Regions from separate parts of the Mus musculus genome. Here region 1 is linked to region 2. Evidence: chromatin contacts called from public Hi-C data. All regions are on one chromosome and are shown on one strand. Each heading gives the region's core, a stretch centred on a gene start, on an enhancer-like site or on the middle of the called end of the contact. The rest is flanking DNA. Distances are from core to core; before and after follow the strand shown. Region 1 holds the start of Slc31a2 (solute carrier family 31, member 2). Region 2 has its middle 14 kb from the start of Gm23148.

Evidence for each region. A called contact is a pair of places that touch in the nucleus more often than the background predicts.
Region 1: a Hi-C map of embryonic stem cells shows a contact between it and region 2, with 1.7 times the contacts expected there. The contact joins the promoter of Slc31a2 here to the enhancer-like site in region 2. A contact is called at or near these places in 1 of 484 Hi-C or Micro-C datasets (embryonic stem cells), 4 of 115 datasets of contacts at active chromatin or transcription factors (all in embryonic stem cells) and 2 of 9 other capture datasets (adipose tissue and liver).

The regions. Positions count from the first base shown.
Region 1 is chr4:62,282,358-62,289,215 of GRCm38.p6, forward strand. It overlaps Slc31a2 (solute carrier family 31, member 2), which reads left to right and starts at 4,072. Exons shown (of 4, transcript NM_025286.3): 1 at 4,072-4,217. The coding sequence starts at 4,212.
Region 2 is chr4:62,246,758-62,253,195 of GRCm38.p6, forward strand. No RefSeq gene overlaps it. Among named protein-coding and RNA genes, the nearest start is that of Gm23148, 14 kb to the right of the region's middle. Within about 2 kb of position 1,649, at least 16 of the 459 cell types and tissues checked have an H3K27ac peak or open chromatin away from gene starts, as enhancers often do. A contact at or near this core is called in embryonic stem cells, where this site is marked.

The DNA of each region.
Region 1 (6,858 bases), core at 2,822-5,321, 38 kb after region 2:
AGACTGTTACTGGTGCCCTGAAACAAGGGGGTGTCTGCTTGTTTCTAGCTCTCTGGGGAAGGAGTTCTGCAACACAAGGTTGTGGGGAAGATGAAGATGTCGCATAGTTGGTGGGGGTGGGGAAGCTGTTGATCCTCAAGTGCTTGGAATGTAGCTTTAGAACACGTTAGGGAGGGGTAGGGACGAGGAGCCAGACTCTCTCCTTGGAGCCTCTGAGGGTAGTGCTTGGAGCCTGCTGATGGGTTGACTTCACCCCCAATAAACCTATCCTCGGTCTTCAAACCAGCACAACCCCAAGAGGGGAAGTGCGTGTTGCTTTAACTCGTCAGGAAATTTGTTCTAGCAATCAGAGGAAACGAAGACATCCAGAGAGAAGCTGACTGGCCCCTGCCCTCCCTCACCTCAGCAGGTTTCAGAGCCAGTCTGGGCTCCCAGGAACAGAGGCACTTGGGTGCGTCCAAGATTCTCTGCCGGGGACCAGTGCTGGAAGGGTTCTGGAACCTGAGGACCGATGTGTGGTGTCAGTGAAAGTGAATACAGTGGCATTTAAGCAGGTGGCCCCAAATAGCTGGAGCCATCTTTATTTTTACAACCACAATCCTGCTCGCCCGAGCACTGCCATCATTGGTTATTTCATTTCAAGAAGTCGTAACATCGGGATTATTGTAAAAGTCCCCAGTAGTTTCCCTTCCTCCTTCTCTTTCCCACTGGGTTAATCACCCCCAATCCTATTTTGTACTACAAAGCACAATTTCAACAAACCAAAAGTAAATGTCCAGCCAGGCATGTCCTGTGAACATGAGCACATGCTCAGCTGGCAGCAAATGAAGTTATATGGCTGTGCAAGATGAAAGACACATTAACCATGTGTGGGCATACGTCCACTCGTCAAATAGGAACCCTCTGTCATAATACTTTGTAAGTTGCAGACAGAGACATGTTCATTGTACCAAGGAATCTTTCCTGATAGGCACCTGCCGACTTTTGAAACCATCCTTCCGAAAACCATCGTTTTAAGTCTCTATCAATCTGACACAGCTTCCACATTTAAGTCTCTGTTGGCCAAACATAGTTTCCTCAGAATAGTTATGCAAGCAGGATTGCTCTCCACAACTGCCACAGACTTACTCAGTGTGACTGTAGCTGTTTCTCTAGGGACATAATTATGTGTCCCCCAAATACCCAGGACTGATGGTCACATCTGAAGGATCGATAGAGGGAGAGAGAGGAGAGGAGGGTTTTCAGAAAAGCATGGGATCATCCCCAGGGCTTCCAGCCTGCATGATACAGGCCTTGCCCATGACAACAAAGTGAAACTAAGTATTGCTGTGAGTATAAAGAGCATAGCAGAAGCAGAGAGAGCTTGTAGCACGTTATTAGGTAATAAACATAGAAACCACCAATATTGTCACAGATCCCTGTCAAGTGGGAAGGGGTCTCCATAGGCCTTGCCACAGTAGAGTCCCATCAGTGAATCTGTTTCCCTGCAGATACTGCCATGGCCACCGCCAACTCTCTCAAAGCTAGGAGCGCAGATGCCTGGAAGACAAAACATGGGACATTCCGTGGCAGGGGAAAGGGACATCAGGGAGTCTCTGGCTCCTCGAGAACTGGAACTTATGAAATAGGAATCCCGAGGAGCTCCCCACAGGGCTTAGCCACCCAAGTGAGCAGAGTCATGTTCAGGAGCAAAGGAGGGCTCAGGAGCAAGGAAAGACATCAGTGTCCCAACAGTGGCAAAGCCCACGTAGAGAGAGGAACCTGGAGCTTAGGAAGGAGCTAATCAGTGCTCCAAGCCTGTAGAAAGGGCAAAGTCTCTGCTTGGAAGGTGCTCGGTGGATCGACCCCAGATGACTTTCCATGTATGCTCCCTGCTGCTGCTGAGAGCCCTCACTGTCATAGTCCTCCACCCTAGCCCAATGCTCACGCCAGTCTGGTCCCCATCCTAGCTCTGTGCCCACCCCAGCGCCATCATAGCTGCCAATTCTCGTGTCCCATGGTCGGAGTTCTGAGTAACTCCGTTGCGTCCCTTCTTTGATCTTTGAGACTCTTTACCTCACAGATTTCATCCTTTTTTTAATTCCTGGACCATCTCTAGGCTGCCTGAAATGCTTTTTAAGGAGCAGGATAGATTAATACATAATGGCTAGTCGGATTTGCCCCACTACTAGCTGAGTAACCTCGGTGCTCAGTTAATAGGGCCCTATGCTTCTCTCCGGGATGCCGCCGCCTTTCCTGCCTAGATTTTGTCTCAGGATCCAGATCTATGCTGTGGAGATAGGGGAGTGAAGTGAGTCCACAGGCTGTCTAAAAAGAATCCAGAAAGAAAGAATCCTGACACAGACCCCAGTGTGGATAGCTCTGGTGTAATGTTAAGGTCTAGAATTCTGTATCTGAGTCCAGTTCCTTTTCCTGGGAGCCAGGGAAAGGGCAGTCAGTCTTTGGTGGATTATGAGTAACCAGCTGCTCTTGAATACAGGATTAAAAGCTGTAACCATAATATCCACAAGGAAGCTAGAACTAAGTGTGAAGGTCATCAGATTGGGGCAAAGCCAACGAAAACCTTCGAATGAATGAGGCTAAGTTGCTAATCTTTCCATGGGTAATAAGGGGGAAGGGGCATGCATTGGCACAAGAGCCTACTCATGGCTGCTACTGTGGGAGGCATAAAGCAATAAAAAGTAGCCCCAAATTTCCAACTCCCTCCATTGCTTTTGGGTTCCAGAGGCTTCAAAAGGCCTAGCCCATTAGCCACTGAGGTTAGATAGATTTTTACCCTCCTGTGAGTCCTGCAGATATGTTTTCTCTGAGGCTGTACAACTCCCCTTAGCTTTGGCCAAACTCTGTGTGACCCTGAGCTTAACCTTTTGCAGGTGGCTCTCTCACAGGGTGGAAATATTTGCTGTTAATCATGACAATGGCTTCCATTTATCACACAAGGCTCCACTGCCAGGTTTAATGCTGAGAATTCAACCTGTGTTTTCATCTAAGTCTTTCAACACCTATGTGACATAGACTCTAGTATATATTTATTTTTAAATCTGATCAGGAAGCTGAGCCTTAGATGTATAAAGCTGTTTATCTGAGGCCTCATGGCTAATACTCCAGAACTCAGGATTTGAGCTGAGATGTCCGACTCCAGTCTCAGTGTCTCAGCTAACCCTTGGTCAGAGTTCTTTGAGGGGAACATATGGGCAGATTGGTTGGCAAAGGATTGCCAAGTGTGTTTAAGAACGTATATGAAAGATTCTTGATGTTAGGGAAAGAATTAATGTTAAAAGTTTGATATATATTCCTGATAAAATTAAATCAGTGAGATGAAAAGACAATACACACACACACACACCAAAAAAAAAAAAAAAAAAAAAAAAAAAAAAAAAAAAAGCAATGGAAATACTAACGAGAGAAAAAGTTTATCAACCTAGTAAGAAAACAAATACAGCCTAGTGCGTGTGAGGGAGAATGAGAAAAAAGCAGTCCGTAAGCCGAAAGCAGCCCTGGGGTGTAATGGAATCTGAGCCCCGACCTTGGACTTCGGGACTGTGAGAAACAAATGTCCATGGTTTATAAGCCCGCAGTCTATTATAGTTTGTTAATGTAGCCCAAATAAACTAAGATTTTTTAAATTACCTACAAGGAAGATGAAAACCTTGTGCAATATAGAAACGTAATCATTGTGAGAATGTACACAGAAAGAAAATTACAACTGTGCACTGCTGTGTGCTCATCAGATTGTAGAAGATAAAGTGGCGACAGGGAGCGTCTAGGGCGTAGTTGATTTAATGCACTCCTAATTTGTTGTTTTTGTGTTCCTGGGATGAACCTTTTAATTTTGCACTCAACATGTGTTAAGCTTAACGAGATATCTGATCAAAAAGTAATAAACATTTTCATGCTAATTGCCAAGGCAAGGTCAATTACAGGTTGCCTGGGCCGCTGGGGATTTCGGAGATGTCGCACAACTCAGGGGTTGTGCGCGTGGGTCCCCCGCGGTTGGCGTGGCCTGGGCCGTGAGGTGGCGCGCGAGTGAGGACCACAACTCCCAGGCGCCCGCGCGCCACCTCACCGGGCCACGTGACTCGCGTGGCCAGGGCGCGGTAGCAGCCGCAATCCTAGTCGAGTCCCAAGTAGAGTCCTGAGTAGAGTCCCGGGCTGAGTCCCGAGCAGCGAGCGGACAGACGCGACCCGGGCGGCCGTCTAGTGTGCTCACCATGCCGGTGAGTCTGCGCTGTGCAGCGGAGGGGACGAAGGTGGACGGGCTGGGCGGTACCCTGGAGATCCTCGCAGCTCTCGACCCCGGGGTGGGGTGGGGGGGAATGTGTCATCGCCGCTGTCACAGCAGGAGTAGGGCTGGGGAGCGCGGCAGGAAAAGCTAGCTGTGGCTCTGGAAGTTTGTCCCTCTCTGTTAGGTAGGAGTCAGTCACTACAGCCAGGCCAGCCCCAGCTGGGACGCTGCAGGTGGGTTGGAGAGCAAGGACAGCTGTCCGCGGTCCCTTCCCGGGCTCTAACCAGATTTAGGGCATTCCGGAAAGGTTTCCTCCAAGGGTGGTCCCGCAGGGTTCAGCCCCTGAGTACACTCCCCCCGCCCACCCCCACCCCCACCCCCACCCCCGGCTCGGCCTGTCCTGGGCAGGTTCCTGGAACTGTTTCTTTAACATGGACCCAGTTACTCCCCCACCTCCCAATCTTTCCTATGAATCCGAAAGTAGGGCTTTCAACAGACGTGTTTTCCTGGTGAGGTTCCTCTTAGACAGAGAATGACAGCTTGCAAGACTCTGCTCTCTGAGGAAATCCTCTGTTTCTTCATGTCACAAAGGTGTCTGAATGTACGACAGGAAGTCTAGCCAGGCTGTTTGGTGGAGAGGCGTCCCACCTCCTGCAGATCCATTAGTACAGGAAATGGATGGGAAACCCTTAACAAAGGTCTCCAGGCAGTCAGCAGCACCACACAGGCCTCCATCCTTTTCTGGTGTCTGGTTAAAAACGAAGGCACTTTTCTTTAAATTTAACCACAAATAAAAGGAAAACAAAAAACAAAAAAAAAATCAAGTCTTGAGAATGGTTCTTTTCTTGGCTACGGTCCCTCCTCTGTGAGGTGCCGCCCTGCATAAAGCCTCGATAAACTGCCATAGAGGCAGATTTATCTCCAGTGGGAACTCGATAGGGTTCTGCCCTTGCATACCTCACCGCAGAACCTGCCAACTGAAAGCTGCGGTCCCTTTTCCTAAGTCTGGGTGTGCTGATTTCAAATCCTTTTCTTTAGCCAAAATACAGAAGTGAGGAAGGGCAGGGGGAACAGGAGTTTTGAACTCGGTAGGAAGTGGAATGAATCATTCCTTATGAGTGAGGACACCCTGCAGTCTGTCCTGACAGCTGCCTCCTGTTCCTGCTTCCCAACTCTCCCAGGCAGCTGCCTCTCCTCCCACAGGTGGCATTGTCTCCAGGACATCACTGGGCCTCCCTGCTCCTCCCTGCTTCTGTCCCCTCCTGTCCCCTCCTGTTTCCATCTCCCTTGCTAAGTGGTTCAGATGCCCCCAGCCTTCTCTCCTTGGTCTCAGCCTGCACATTTCTAGCATAAGAAAAGGAGAGATTGCTTGAGAGAGGTGTCTAGGTTTTCCTGTAGATGCAAAGGGTGTTGGCTTTTTTGTTTTTGTTTTGTTTTGTTTTGTTTCTTCTGAGGTAGTTGGCCTGGGTCCAAAGAATGATAGAATAAAATGAGTTGTGGAAACTCCCAGTTGACCAGATGAGCTACCAAAGACATTCCATTCATGCATGCCAACTGCTTTACCAGCCAGACTGGGTGAAGGCGTGCTGAGCACAACCTCCACCTGGCAGAGATGGTGCGGGAGGTCTCTCCTGCAGGCCTATGAAGGCACCTGTGGTATACATGGAGTTATGCCTGTTTGCTTCACAATATTGTTCTTTTGTGAGCATTTTCCCCAGGCCATTAACTATTCATGTGGAATTCTAACGAGGAGCCTCAGGATGGTGGAACTCAAAATTATTTTCCTATTTGGTACTATTTTAGCTATTTATATCTGCCAAGTGCTGCTTTCATATTAGGAAGATAAAGTACTCACTCACTAGTCATCATGATTCTGAAGTGACTACTCGTATCTCCAGATAGAGGCTCTTACGTAATTTACAGGGCCAGTACCTACCTGTACCTAGTAGACAGGGGATGGGGTGATTCAGACCGCTTCTCTAGGCATGCCCCTACAGACACCTGCCCCAGAAATACCCAGAGTGCTTATGGCGCATGCTACCATTTGAAGCTAAGAATGTCAGCTGGAAAGTTGTAGGACTCTAAGTGCATGGGCCTACAAACAAAAGCTCAGTTAAGTACCTGGCAATAGCGAAGGTGGGATGGGAACTAAACATGGTGCAAGCCTGTGCAGGGCCTCGGAAGACAGAGGGCTGTGCGGTGGTGCTATTCAATCAGATCTCTGCAGATCTAGGGTCTTCAGGGGGGTTAGCTCTAGTGTAGGCACAGCAGTGTTGCTGATGCAAGTCAGAACTAAAAGGCCTATGTGCCAAGTACAACAGCCATCCCAACATTCCAGTTCCACAGGGGTCAAGCCTAAACATGGGGAATAGAACACACACAGTTGAGACATCCCTCTCTACTCACAAGTAGAGACATAGTTTTTTTTTGGGGGGGGGAGGGGTTGTTGTTTGTTTTTTGTTTTGTTTTGTTTTTTGTTTTGTTTTTTGTCTTCTCTTGTTTGTCATTGTGCCTCAGTGTCGGAGTGAAGCTCACAATGGGAGCCTCTCTGCATCAAGTTCACAGGGATCTGAGAAAGTAAAGCCAGACCAAGGGAACGTCTTCCTGGGGGTCAGTCTCCATTTTACAGGTGG
Region 2 (6,438 bases), core at 399-2,898:
TTTCCCTTGGTTTGAGTTGGTTGGATCACACTCCACAGGTGATCCTTTTAAAAATTAGCCGGCTCCGTTACTAATCCCTGGGTAGTCTTGGCATGTCATGACTTAAAAGCAACTCTTCCCAGTTAGGCATTCTCCCTTTTCTCCAAGTCATTGCTCTGAGACATGTCCCAGAAACGAAATAGACCCAGCAGTCCTATTAAGGCCATCTGCAGAGGCATCGAGCAGAGCAGCCGGTGAGGGGAGTTATCCTGTGGCTCCTTCACCCCTCACTAATGGTCTGTGGAGGAAGAACATCTCTACTCAAGCAGTGCGGCCACATTTTGTTTGCTTTGTCATTCCTAGCCCTGATGGCCAAAGTTTTTGCTAGGTCAGAGGCAAGTTCTTTACACATCAAACAAAAACTATTTTCTGGATTTTCCCATGAGTTCCCCTGCCCTTTTCCTCATGTACCATCTTCATAAACCTGAGTATACACAAGCAGCCATCCACTAGATGTCTGAAACACTCAAAGGGGCCCAGCTGAAGGCAGAGAGAGTGGGGGAGAGAGGAAGAGGAGCAGGAGGAGGAAGAGGAAGAGGAGAGGAAGAGAGAATAATGAAACTTGTTGTTTTATACAACTAATAGATGATTAAATACAAATGCCTGCCATTCACAACTAGACAGTGTTGAATGGTACCCAGCTTTGAGGTGAGGGACAGGAAGCCAGCAGCAGAAGGAGTGAGTGGGGGTATGCAGACCCAAAAGCATCTATGTGGGTCTGGAGTTGGAGTCAGAATGGCAGGATGGGTCCAACATGACCTCCGAAAAGGAGGACTCCTAGGGTTCCTGAAGCGGGTTAAGTCTGAGACGCTGACTGAGAACTGTCTGTGGCTGGAAGTAGGGATGTAGGCCAGGAATAGACAGGTTCCCTAGAAGGAAACTGAACTATTACCATAAAAATTTTAAAGTGCCACAAGAGCCTCAGGAGGGAACTAATCCTGTGAAGAAGCTGCTGGAGTCAGCGGAGGGAGCACTGAGACCCAAGGATGTGTCAGCTGAGGAGAACCCTCATCTGCCCTGTAACCCACAGAAGAACCCGGCTAACTCTCAGGATATGGCGATCTTTGTAGGGCTGTGCTGTGTCCCATAGCAGCTTTCACAAGAACATTCCTTTGTTGATCACAGGACTACTAATATCTACACAGAAACTCTCAAGGCCTCCACATCTCCAGAGGACCTCAGAGTCTGACTGTAGAAACAATTTTGCCAGGCCTTCTTACCAAGCTTGGTTTTACATCTGTCCAGAGTGTGGCAGTTTCAGACTTCCCTGCCTGTTTGATGCACATAGTAGGTGCTTTGAAATGTTTAAAGTGTTATGCAAAGTGAAAGAAGACAGGCACAAAAGGTTACGCAGAGCATTTCACTTATCGAAGGTTTCCAGCAGAGGCAAAATCACCAAACAGTCTACAAGGCTGTTTGACTGATTAGTGTCAATGGTTATGGAGAGGTCATTAGTGCCTTCAAATCACAATCCATCAGTGAGTTAATCCATTGCTTAGCTGGGAATCTTCACGAGCTGGTCTCATCCACAAAGCCTCAGCGCTGATCTTGGTATGGGACTACACCTGCAAGGAATGGACCTTGGTTGCAGGGGGTGGGGAGGTGGGGCTTCATATGCAAATCACAACAGCAGCAGACAGAGTGGGGCCTGGGGAAACTGCAGGGAAAGTATGCTTTGGCCTGTGTTCTGGGCTCAATAACAACAGGAACTAGAGAGAGGGGCACCCAAAGGAGCGCTTCAGGAAGAAGCCTCTTGAAAAACGGGTGATCATTCAAGGGGGTGGGGGGGGCAGAGGAGGAAGCTATGGGGTATTTCCCCTCAAGTCCACCAGAAGAGGGGAGGTGGGGCAGGTGGGAGAGAACCAGAAAGAGGAAGCCAGACGGCATGGCTAATGTAAATGCTATCTTTCAACAAGGTTGAATTCAGCCAGGCTTGAGCCCATAACTTCCCCCTCTTCAGCTTGGCTTTCTTTGGTCTCTGTTTTTCCCTTTAAAGAAAAGAAAATGATAAAACCAGAAAAGAGTCAGGGCTTCTTTTCTTTAAACTGATATCCTTATCTCATCCCCCTGCCCAACGCACACAATTCCTATCAATTACTCATTGAAGGGGCTGAAGACAGCTCAGTAGTTAAGAGCAGAGGATCTAGGTTTAATTTCCAGCACACATATAGCAACTTACAACCATCTATAACTCCATTTGCAGGGTATCTGGCATCCTCTTCTGGTCTCCATAGGGACCATGCATGCAAGTGGTGCACAGACATACATGTAGGCAAAATACCTATAACCATAAAATAAATTTTAAAAAAATAATAAAATGTGTTTTTACATTTTTAATAACTTGTCTGGTAGGTTTCATTTGGGACATAGCCTCGCGCTATAGCCCAGGATGGCCTAGAATTTACTGTGTCACCTAGCCTGGTCTCAGATTCATGACAATCCTCCTGCCTCATCCTCTCAAGCACTGGGATTATAAGCATTAGCTACTACCCCTGGCTTAATACATATATTTAAAGGGCCTCTTAGAAGGCTGCACTTAGAGGGAAAACACTGTATAACCTTTTCCTGACAGTTTTAGTTAGCCTTTTTAGCATCTGCGGGAATATGACTGCAGTGATATGTCATGATGAAAATACCCCTTGCATTCAAAGAGACTGGAACTTGTGCTGGACCACACAGCAAGAGTTAGTAATACACCTTGAGGTCACATGAGACGGAAGACTGTTATCGTACGGTGGGTGCGCTCAGCCTGCTTTGTTTAACCTTTAAGAGAACAATGGAACAACCTTACTCACCTTGGATTTCCCTTGTAAACAACTTTTACCATCCACATTAATGCATAGCTGTAATCTTAAATTACAGAACTCTTCCGTGCCCCTGACCCAGAACAATCCATGTGCGGCCCAGTAGTTGCTTACTGAAGACAACAGAAATAGAGGTTAAAAACGACCTTATTAAATGGTTAGACATCGTAAGCACTTTCCAGGAACCTTCCCAGGCCTGGAATGGCCTTGAAGCGGGACACAGCATTGGACATTGCTTTAAAGGCTGCTGGTCTCCACACGTAGTTTTAAAGACTGATGGTCTCTGGTCCTCTAGCTCTCTAACTATACTGATTGCTTGCTGATAACTTCTTAAAGATTCTAAAAACTTCCTTACTTATTCTATGGTTAAAAAAACCACTGACTTCTCTTTAACTCTGTGCTTTATTAAACATTATAACTCTCTGTGTTTATATAACTCTTTATGCTTAAAAAGTGCTAGGGAAACTTAACTCTTACTGTTCCGTGCTTAAACGCTAAAAATTTAACTCTGTATTACTTGTGCTTTAATAAGCTCTAATATCTGGCAATTAACACACAGTGTTTAGCAGCAGGGAATTAATTAAGTGAAAGGGTTTATTGCTAGTGCTCCTTTCTCTGGCCAGGCAAACCTACTGCCTTTTAGTTACATGATTTTTATCACATGAAACTGCTTCTAGAATGATCAGAAGGAAAAGGACAAAAATCCTGTTTCAGTTCTGTTTGTCTCCTTGAAAAGAACATTTCTGGGAGCCTAGAGATTGGGGCTCCCAGGGTCAGCAGGGGATCCTTAGAAGTGCTAAAGTAGAGACTCTGGACACTCTAACACTGAACCAGCAGACTGACTCTGAACTCCAGCTGTATTTAAAGTGTATGTCTGTGTGTGTATATGTCTGTCTCTCTCTGTGTGTGTGTGTGTGTGTGTGTGTGTGTCTGTGTGTTTGTGTGTGTGTCTGTGTGTGTGTGTGTGTATATGTCTGTGTTTGTGTGTGTGTGCGCGCGCAAGCATGTGCGCATGTATGTAAAAGGAGGGGCAGAGATCCTGTAGATCTTGTAAGAGTTTTCAGTAAGCAAATAAAATAATTGCTAAATCTGAATGATCATCTGATTGCCTCCATTTTCTTTTTGCTTTGGGAAAGGGAGCCCTTTACATCTCTGTCTGAAGTGCTGTGTGCCCATTTTGGATGCAGAAGAGGCTGAGTGGATTTCAGGAGGGATACACTGAACAGAGTTCAGTCAGAGTTCTGTCAACAAGGAATAAGAAAGGATGAATTTCTCTCTGCAGCCTCACAGTCACAAAAGAACATCCAGAAGAAAAGCCTTAAAAATTCAGGGGGTGTGTCAGGGTATTCAGCCAGAGCACAGAATGCCACAGCTGTAAGGAGAAACCCCGCTGAGTGGTGAGGGTGGAGAGATATTCTCCAGGGCTGCAGACAGGCCAGATGATCTGCATGTGTGAGGCTTGTGAAGTGCTCCTCTGGCAATGCACTCCTCCTATCCACCAGAGGGGGAGCCAGCTAGCATAGTGGGTTATAGCACAGCCTTCAAAGCACAGAAATCAGGGGCAAGAACGAACTCTAAGCAGGGGATCCTTAGAAGTGCCAAAGTGGAAAGTCTCCGCACTCTCTTGAAGAACTTGAACATCTAAAGGTTCACTGAACCAGCAGATTGACTTTGAATTCCTGGGGTGTATTTAAAGGTGTGTGTATGTGTGTCTGTGTCTGAGTATGTGTCTCTGTGTATGTCTGCCTGCATCTGTGTGTATTTGTGTGTCTATGTCTGTGTATGTCTGGGTGTGTGTCTATATGTCTGTGTTTCTGTGTGTTTGTCTGTCTGTGTGTCTCTGTATGTGTCTGTCTGTCTGTCTGGGTGTGAGTGTGTGTGTCTGTGTATCTGTGTATGTAAATGGGGGAGATCCTGTAAGAGTTTTCAGTAAGCTAGTGAAGGAATTGCTAAATGAATATGACTAAATGATCGTTTTATTGATTTGACAACTGCTTCAGGAACTTTTTAGGATAGTTTTGAATTTGATGGGGTCTCTCTTGGCTCCTAAGGGAGCTTAGCTTAGGGTCCCAGAAAACTGAACGGCCGCAAAAGCCCCAGCTCCCACCCCTGCCAGTGGCTTTGGGGTTCTTACCTCTCAAATTCAAAGCATAAAATTTCTGGATGCCCAAGAGTGAGTTTTGGAGAGAAGACCATTACAGGTTCTGAGGTGGGAAGTTAAAGGAGAGTCTGCTCTATGCAGCAAGGGCAGGTCTCTGGGGACAAGATAACTTAAGGGCGCTGCTTTGGGGCTCTGGGAAAGGGGGTTATGGTAGAATCTAGGGTGAGACATGAGAAAGGGTGACCTGGCCAGTCCAGATGGCCTAGTCAGGGGCTATCCAGGTATCTCCTCTCAGTCCTCATATGTAGCTTATAGGGAAGGGCAAGAGATAGTCCGGGACCAGGAAGCCGGACTTTCTGGCATTCCTGCCCTCCAGTAGAGACATCTTCGGAACTTGCTTGGGGTCCCTGCCTTGCCTGACTAGTTTCTGTCTCCTTGTCTCACCAGCATCACTATAAAACATAAGATGGCAGGCACTGGGCTGATCAGGTGACTAGGATGATGACTCAACCATCTCAGATCCTTTAACAAGGAGCTCACCAGGAGGAAGAATTGACTGATTCCTTTTATTTAAATATGTCAACCACATTTTCTTCTCACTTTAGAAACATGACCTCCAGAACCTCACCTCAGCAAGTTTCTCTCTCTCTCTCTCTCTCTCTCTCTCTCTCTCTCTCTCTCTCTCTCTCCTATGTTTGATGCTCAGAAAGGCCAAGATTGAGTGACAGTGACAGAAAGGTCCATGGATCTGGTAGTAGAACATGCTGAAGCTTGGGAACTTCCAGCATCACAAGGGATGCTAAGGACGGGTGGTCTCTTCCTGTGGTCCAGCAATGCATGCCGTCCTCACCCCTCCTAACCCCCTCCTTCTCTTCACCTTCTCTTGAAGGCACTACCATCAGGGACTAGCTGATTACCAAGCAATAACTCTCTATACTTTAACTGTAGATTCAAAGAGTAAAATACAGAAGGAGAAATCCCTTTTATAATAGTGACTGGGACGTTTTTAAAGCTAAGGAACTGAAATCAAAAGAAATGGAATTATTAAAGATGGAATACTTGACTAAATGATAAAGTAATAAAATGCTACAAGCAATATAAGTAAATGTTTATATAAACTTGTAGTTCTCTACCCCAGGTTCTCTACCTTTTTACATGTGAGAGAAAGTAATTAATAAATTAAATAAAGCTTCCTGTGAATAATACATGGAAAAATTAAAATATGTAAGATGTCAAAACCAATTTTAAAATGTAAAAGACAGGCTGACACTTGTGTATAGCCATAGCACTTGGGAGGCAGAGTCAGGAGGAATGGCTAGAGTTCAAGGCCAGCCTGTATTGAAAAAGTCTACACAGTGTGTTGAAAGCTAGCCATGGCTACAGAATGAGACTCTTCTGAAAATTAAGGAAAAAAAAAAAAACAGTAAAAGTCAATGTAACTGTTTCATGTCTATGAGGAAATAAAAGAGGAAAGATTTCTTTAGGCTCATGGTT